2 separate regions of the Zea mays genome follow, and region 2 is linked to region 1. Evidence: chromatin contacts called from public Hi-C data. All regions are on one chromosome and are shown on one strand. Each heading gives the region's core, a stretch centred on a gene start, on an enhancer-like site or on the middle of the called end of the contact. The rest is flanking DNA. Distances are from core to core; before and after follow the strand shown. Region 1 holds the start of LOC103629533 (pre-mRNA-processing-splicing factor 8A). Region 2 holds the start of LOC100279788.

Region 1 (3,957 bases), core at 779-3,278:
TTCTAATACCCGTTTACCCATTGGGTGAAGATTTTTGCCCAATAAGAGACCCATGGGTAGAATATTTAGCCCACATACATACCCTAATGGAGTAAATACCCATCGGGTATCGGGTCGCGGGTACCCATTGCCATCTCTACATAGAAGGATACGAGAAAGTCTGTAGATTGTTACCTGTGCGAGGTATATGGGTTCAACAACCCATGGGATTTCATTTACAAAAGTGATAGCCCCAGTGATATGATACAAGATTTTCACATGGCGAACCTGAAAACAAGTGTATCAATAAAAAATAATGCCACATGAAAAGAAAAGGATAAGCTATTTAACCATACATCTAAGGACATGAATAAATGTGTACCTGCTCCCAAGGCATCGGCATGTTCTCCAGCAGTTTGTACACAGCGTGGGGCACAAATTTGAGTGCTCCAAGATAAACACGCTTATCATGTCTGTACTTCTTGGAAGTCATGTCTCCATGGTCTCTGTTAAATAAAATAATGATAAATTTAGTGCACCAAAAATAGGATACACTCTACAATTAAAATAGGTGTCATTGAAACGAATGGATGACAAATGCATCTATGTAGATAGAAGGTACAACCAGCTTGCAAATGAAAGCTAAATACATATCTATATATCTATTTTGTAGTTTCTCCTCTAGGGACGCCAGCTTTAAAGGCAGAAGGAACCAGAAACTCAGATCCCACAACAGTAGATGGAAACAGCAATGAACACCGAACCTAAGCATATCGACAACAAGAAATGGAACCTTAAGAATCCCACACAAATAGAAGTGCATAACCTTTCAACTGCCTATAGAATCTCATTCTTAAATCTGCTGAACTCGTTAATAGAGTTGTTTCTTCAATCATTGGTCAAAACTGAACTCCAACTTACTCAAGGATAATTAAATACCAAACAATGACTTATGTCATAGAAAATTACTAAAAAATAATACTTCAGATTTTCCAAGAGAAGGTATAAATAAACGAAAAACAGAAATTGATACACCAAAAGAAGCATCTAGGGATGTCTGCAGTGACAACGAAATCGAAAGATGATCCCATAAGTCCATAACCTGAGATGGCGATCAAGAGCTAGCGCTGCGTCACAATTCGAAACAGCTAAAGCTACTACCATATCACTGCCATGACCCTACACCATCAAATAGATACAAATTGGGACTCGAGCCAACTTATGTATCGCAAAACATCACAAGGGTGAATGTGTGCATAGCCAAGTATATCAAAACACGTGAAAGCCAAACTTGGATACTTCCCTAGCAGCTGTAGTCAGAAAGAACTTCAGATTCTCTACTCGTATGACATATACCACCAAGAGACAGGCCAGCCTACCCAATCAGTTCAAAGCTACAACTACATAAACACCGAAAACCATATCCACCATAGCAAGACACGTTAAAAAACTAGAACTTAGCCATGTGCATTTAGTAAAACGTCAAGGGGCGGGGCGGATCCGCAAGTTACCTGGTGATTTTGCGGACGTGCTCAGGGGGCATGTCCTCCTTCTGTGCCTCGACGAACCCGAACTTGCGTTTGTCGCCGTAGCGCTTGGAGTTGAGCTGGTGCCATTTGCGGGCCTTCTCCACCAGCTGCGCCTCCAGCTCCATCGGTGTCAGCGGCTTGCCGCCCTGCGACGCCCCGGCAGGCGGCGGGGGCGGGGGCGGGGGCTGGCCTGCCCCGGGCACCGTCGTGCCAGGGGGAGGAGGGGCCGCCGCCATCTGCAACGGAGGCGGAGGCGGAGGCGGCACGCCGTTCCACATCGGCGACGGGGCGGGCGCGGCGCAGCGGCCTCCGGCACCTGCCGCTAGGGCTTAAGCGTCGTCAAGCCAGGTGGTGTGTGTTCGAGAGATGAGAAAATTGGCAAAATGGAAGCCGCTCTTCAGAATAGAACGTTTTTTTTTTAACTCAATTCAGAATAGAACGTTGGTAGCGGGCTAGCGGCAATGGCTAGAGCCTACTCGTATGGTGCGAAAAGGGATGATGACAACATTTCAAACTGAGTGACATACTTTAGTTGTTGCCACGACCACGTCGCATTTTAAAGAGCAGCATCCTAGAGTGCCAGGGTGATTGAAGGGAAAAATGGAGAGGGAAAGAAAAAACGACGGGATGGGTGTGGGGACTGTGGTTTGGCGAGAACAACGGACCTGTGAGTTCTGAAGTAAGGAATAAAATAAAATGGTACATCCTAATAGTTTTGTTTCATACTGTTTCAGCTTTAAAAAATTTGGTGACGTTGTGAAGCGAATTATTAAGAGCTTTAGAAAATCGTGAAGCTGAAGTTGTGAACCTTTAAAAGACACTAGTTAGTTACAAGACATGCTACTTTGTTTTAATATGACACAAAAATATGTGTATTTTATTTGTTAGGTGGTTGTGAATATAAAGACAACAACCAAGGATCAAACCCCCATTTGACACAATTTTACTTTATTTTTTATTAAGCGGGAAGGATGATGCGGAATGGTCGTTTAAACTATTGCTTTAATATAGTAGAGATTTAGATACGTTATTTTTTATTATTTAGATTAAAAATAATTTTTAAAACTATTTAAATTTAAGTTATAAACTACAGCTTTACACTGAAGCTGAAACCTAGAGCAATCCTAAACACCCCTTAAAAGTCTCTTAAAACATGTTCCCACAAGAAATATACTACTACCATATAAAGTTTCAATGATTCCATCGATGTTCAATGAGTACCCAATGAAATTGCACCAAATTTGAATTGTAATATCATCAACATGAATACTAACATATCCCTAACTAAATCACGAAAACAATTGCTCAAAATCAGAACATAAATGAAACCCTAATTCATTCAAACTAAGAGAAAATCCAATTTTGATAAGAATATCGTGATGAAGACATCCTTTTTGATGAACTTGCACTGTCCAGACGATCCTCGGATCTCCCTTCTCAATATACAAACAACAGCTTTTAGCACTTTGAAAGGAAGAGATGGTCTAAGCAAGGTGAGAAAGTGAGTGTGGCGCTAAATCTGTCCTTTATAATTTGTATGTCACTGGAGGTCCGCGGTGGATGCTTGGACCGTCCGCGGTCAGTGCCCGAATGGTATGAGATCTAGAGGTTCGGACGGTCCGAGACCTGGCACTCAGTTTTTGATTCTCTGTCCATTTTCTGATTTTGAATTTCAAATAGGTATCATTGCTCATGTGTGGACATTTTAGCTGTATGAAGAGTTAGTATGCATGTGTATACATATAATTTACATGAATGTACAAGATTTTCACATAAGAACACTTGAATCACTTGTGAATCAAAAATACTTCAAAATATGCAATAAAATGACCAAATGAGATGCACTAACACTCAAATGTCGGTGTGTCAACCTCCCCTCACGTCCTCACCGTGCGCGGTCTCACTTCATGACCAGTCGCTGTCTGGTGGGACCCGTGTGCCATACCCTGCGCCGCAACGCACTACCATGAGCTCGTGTGTTTCTCTCCCTGGGCCGCTGGCAGGTGGGTCCACTGCACCAACGTCTTCTTCACCAGTCCGTCGCAAATCCAGCTATAAGGAAAATGGACCCCAGGCCATTTGGCTCAATAGGTTTTGGTGTTTGAGATCAACATAACCTGTTGACTAATGTGTTTGCTAGTGTTTATGTTTATAGTTCACAGGATGCAGAGAGGATTGGACTAAGACACTAAGGATGCAACACCTCAAATGAAGACATAAAAAGAGCTTAGAAGTCCAAGACTCAAGACCAAAGGAGCCCAAGAACAAAATACAGAAGACCTAGAAGATGGGCTATCAGTTGGCGCATCGGTGGCTCACCGGTGGCACACAGTTGGCGACAGGGCAACCAATAAAGTTTCCATCACTATTCATTGTCCGGTGCACATAACGTGGCACACAGTTGGCTCACCGGTACCACACAGTTGACTCATCGTTGGCACACTGTTGG
Region 2 (3,957 bases), core at 633-3,132, 500 kb after region 1:
GGCTGGAACTGGAACGAGTCCTGTGCTGTAAATTTCCTTCCTTCCTCCTCTATTTCCAGAGAAGGGCCTGCAAGTGTACGGTCCCTTCTTGTTCACAAGTCCTTGTGATGGCTTGAGCATTGAGCAACAGTACTTGTTGTCAAAACAATAATCCGCCATTAAAACGAATACTGGTGCGAAACAGTGCCCTCGCGAAATAAAATTTAAGAGTGTGACCTAGAAGACAAAAAATAACGCGGAGCACGGATTGGTACCTCGAGTTTGCGAGGGCAATTTCGTCTCTGTACTAACCTTGGCTTGTAGTAACACTTATCACTTCCCCAAGTTCATTTTTGTCTGTATAATATTGTCAGCAAAGACGCTGGCGAATGGCAAATGATGGAATGGCTAATTCCAGATTGGGATGCTCTGTTGAACACACAAGTTTCATCTTCCTCATGCACCTAGAAAGCCAGGATCACCACCACCACAAGCAAGCAAGCAAGCAAATGAGATTTATTATTACTAGTAAGATAAGATAAACAACGAATGCCTATGAACCAATTCATCATCAGCGGTTAAAAGGGCGAGCAGACAAGCTCAATACAAGTTTGGAGCACGCACCACCACACACGCTTTCTTTGTGTCACGACACGATTCACGAATCCCCGGGACTTGGCCTCTGCCACGGCAGCCTGCCGTTCATGGCCGGCGAGTCATCGGACGCGAGCACGGGAAGCTTCTCCTTGCCGTTCCGCGGCCACTGCCAAATCTTGGACACCGAGAAGCTGTCGCCTTTGCTGCCCGCGCCGATCCTCTTCCCCTCTGTGGCGCCGGCGCGGTTGGAGCCCACGCCGACGCCTCTGAGCCCCGCCCCGCCCCTGCCATGGCCGTCGCCGTGCCTCCTGTGGACGGACACCTGGAGGCTCGCCTCGGCGAGGACGTACTGGTAGGAGCCCATGGAGTAGCACCGCCTGGCGTCCAGGCTGCTGCTGCTCGTCTCGCCGGCCTCCCTGGTCACAATGCCGGCGCCGGCGCGCACGGGGCCAGGCGCCGCCCTGGCCAGGTTCTTGAACTTGCCGAGGCGCACGGGGAGCACGGCGTCCTCGTGCTCCCACATGCCTTCCTCGTCGAACAGCGCGGCAGCGTCGGCGCCGAGCGCGCACCGGCACAGCGGGCACGTGGAGTTGGAGAGCAGCCAGGTGTCGATGCAGCCGATGTGGAACGCGTGCCCGCACAGCGGCAGCAGCCGCAGCCGGTCCTCGCCGGCGAACTCGCACAGGCAGACCGCGCAGTCGAACGGCTCCTTGGCGCCGGCGCCGGCGCCGACCACCTCCCGGTACAGGAACACCGGGAGCGCGTCGATGACGTCCTGGTCCAGCCCGGCGTCGTGCAGGTGGAACAGCTGCTGCAGCTGCCTCTGCAACGCGGACTCCTCCCCGCCGCCGCCCGCCGCGTCCGCCCCACCGCCGGCACCGGCACCGGCCTCGGCCGGCGCGCGCGCACGGGCACGGGCACGGCCGCGCCTGAGCAAGAGCCTGACCAAGAGATGCAGCAGGCAGGAGACGAACAGCACCACGGCCGCTATCACCACGGCGAACAGCACGGCGGGGCTAATCTTGGAACCAAGACCATGACCGCCCCCGGAGGACGCCCCGCCGCCGTCCTGCTTCTCGGCTTCCCCGGCGACGGCGAGGACGCAGCAGCCCGTGGCTAATCCTAGCAGCAACATCTCTCCCTCCTCCTTCTCCCTGTCGCCCGATCTGCCGCGGGCAGCGCGCTGCTCATTTCGTGCACTAAACCTGAACGCCTTTTGAGCTGGGCAGAGCCTGAGCAGCTAGTAGTGGTAGCTTCTCGGTTGCCTGCAACTTGCAGGAGGCGGGGCAAGGGTCCAAGACATTAGGCGATGAGGGAAAGGCCAAGAGCAAAGGCTTGTGAAGCGTGAGGAGCCCATGCTTATATGCAATTGGGGGAGACACAAACACACGGCCACAGCAAGCAACCAAACCAAAGCTACAAAAGCAGCAGGGCATACGTGGCTCTTCTTTTGCGAGCTGCACCTGCAAAGGTAAATCTCGTTCTTTTTCTATCGACGTTTCGCACTAAACCAAACCTTGACTTTTGAGTACCACCGATCAAAACCAAAACCAAAACCAAAACCAAAACCAAATCCAAATCCTTTGTACTATACATATCAGCTTGCGACATTTCTAGACCTAATAACAAAATTTTGTATCAATAAAATAGTCCTTAAAAAAACGAAAATGTAGAATCCACATACATAGCAGTGTTTTTCATGTCAAGGAAGCCGGATTCTCTGTCTGGCATCAAAGTGAGAAAAGAAGGAAGGAACAAAGATTGCGATCTCTGGGCAAGGTTGGTACTGCGTTTTTTTCCATCACGCATTTGGGCTTCCACTTCCACTCAGCTTTTAGAACCTGGCGATGCTGCAGTTAGAAGGCCGTTTTCTCGCGAAAAAAAAGGTGCGTGCTGCAAGGCACCCGGGCCGGCTGGGATAAGCACCAGCTTTGCGCTCTTGTTCTCTCCTCCTCGTCCTCGGTCCCTCGTGCGAGTAAGGCAAAAAAAAAAAAAAAAAAAAAGCGAAGGAATGCTTGGGGAGGCACCGGGCAAAAAGTGGGAAAATGGTGGCCGGGGCCGATGGCGATTTCTGTGGAACGTCGTCGCTTGTGCCGGTGGAGATGGGGGTGGATGAAATTCGTTGAAGCTTTCAGGTGTCGGGTTTTGGAGATCATCGTAGCTGCAGTCAGGACCGCGCAAGGCGTGGACGGGTGGTGGACTGGCTGCTTGCGTTCTGTCGCAAAAATGTGATGTGTGTATGTGCATCGGCTGCATTGCTACTAGCCACGCGTGTACGTGTGGACGAGGTCCAGATCGAGATCTGAGCGCCCCCTGAGCCCTGACCACTACTCCTGTTGCCAATCAACCTCGGAACTTGGAACGGATGAGAGAAGCCGCCGGAAAAGAAAAGGAAAAAAAACTATGACATCACATCACTTCGACACCAACAGATAGAATCCTTGAATTGCATGGATAGAACGTGGTTATAATATATACTAGAACAGGAGACACCCTTACGGGCACCCTATCAATAGAGTACTCAATATCTACATTTATTATTATAGTATAGGAACAATGTTTGTACACATTAGATCATGTGGCACAAGCTGTACCGGTCACCAATACACATGATCATCTCAAACCATATTGTAACCATTTCTTCTACTATACAAAGCTCATGGTCAAGTTGCATATACATGTGGCCACTCTTTGGCAGTCATTAAAGAATGCCATGAGCTAAGAAGTTCATCCAGATTATGCAACTAAAACCTGAACGTGGCTGATTATTCTCTCACCCGATTGTCAGCAAGCAGGTTGTCTAGGGGTGGTAATGGATCATGATCCAAATATTTCTTCACAAAATGGTAAGGCCCTAAACAAATTTTAGTGATCATGATCCAATTAACTGTTCTCTGTGATCTTGTTTTAGCAAAAAAAAAATCAAGCTAAACATAAACACCAGAAGCCCTCAAGGTGAAGGCTGTGAAGCAGGCATAAGTGCTTTGTGCATCCCTACTTGTCACTTGTGTAATGTATGGTAGATATATCAGACACACAAGGCATATGAGAATGGATTGTGAATGGAGAAAAAGTTTTAGTAAAAGTTTACACACTGGCAGCTGTAAAAGTAGTGAAGTTGACGCATGTGTTGTGGATCCCTACTTGTGGTCATAGGTTGATTTGGTAACATGTAGAAGTTCTCCAATTCTAACATGGGGTCTGACAAATAATAATAAGTGGCAACAATTTCAGCAACAATGAATGGATAGTGATGTTTGTTCAATTTATACCAATTGGTGGCAAGGTGTTCTTGGCAAAGACGAAGATGGCCTTCTCTGGCTCAGCTTGATCCTCTTCATCACCACATACACAAATTGGCTGACAGTGAGATCAGCAGAC

The links. A called contact is a pair of places that touch in the nucleus more often than the background predicts.
Region 2: a contact with region 1 is called in a Hi-C map of ear, with 4 times the contacts expected there. The contact joins the promoter of LOC100279788 here to the promoter of LOC103629533 in region 1. A contact is called at or near these places in 4 of 25 Hi-C or Micro-C datasets (bundle sheath, ear, leaf and 1 more).

Annotation. Positions count from the first base shown.
Region 1 is chr6:89,767,113-89,771,069 of Zm-B73-REFERENCE-NAM-5.0, forward strand. LOC103629533 (pre-mRNA-processing-splicing factor 8A) reads right to left here and starts at 2,029. Exons shown (of 13, transcript XM_008650629.3): 1 at 1,491-2,029; 2 at 362-485; 3 at 175-267. The coding sequence starts at 1,786.
Region 2 is chr6:90,266,873-90,270,829 of Zm-B73-REFERENCE-NAM-5.0, forward strand. LOC100279788 reads right to left here and starts at 1,883. Exons shown (of 1, transcript NM_001152746.2): 1 at 531-1,883. The coding sequence starts at 1,711. The coding sequence ends at 638.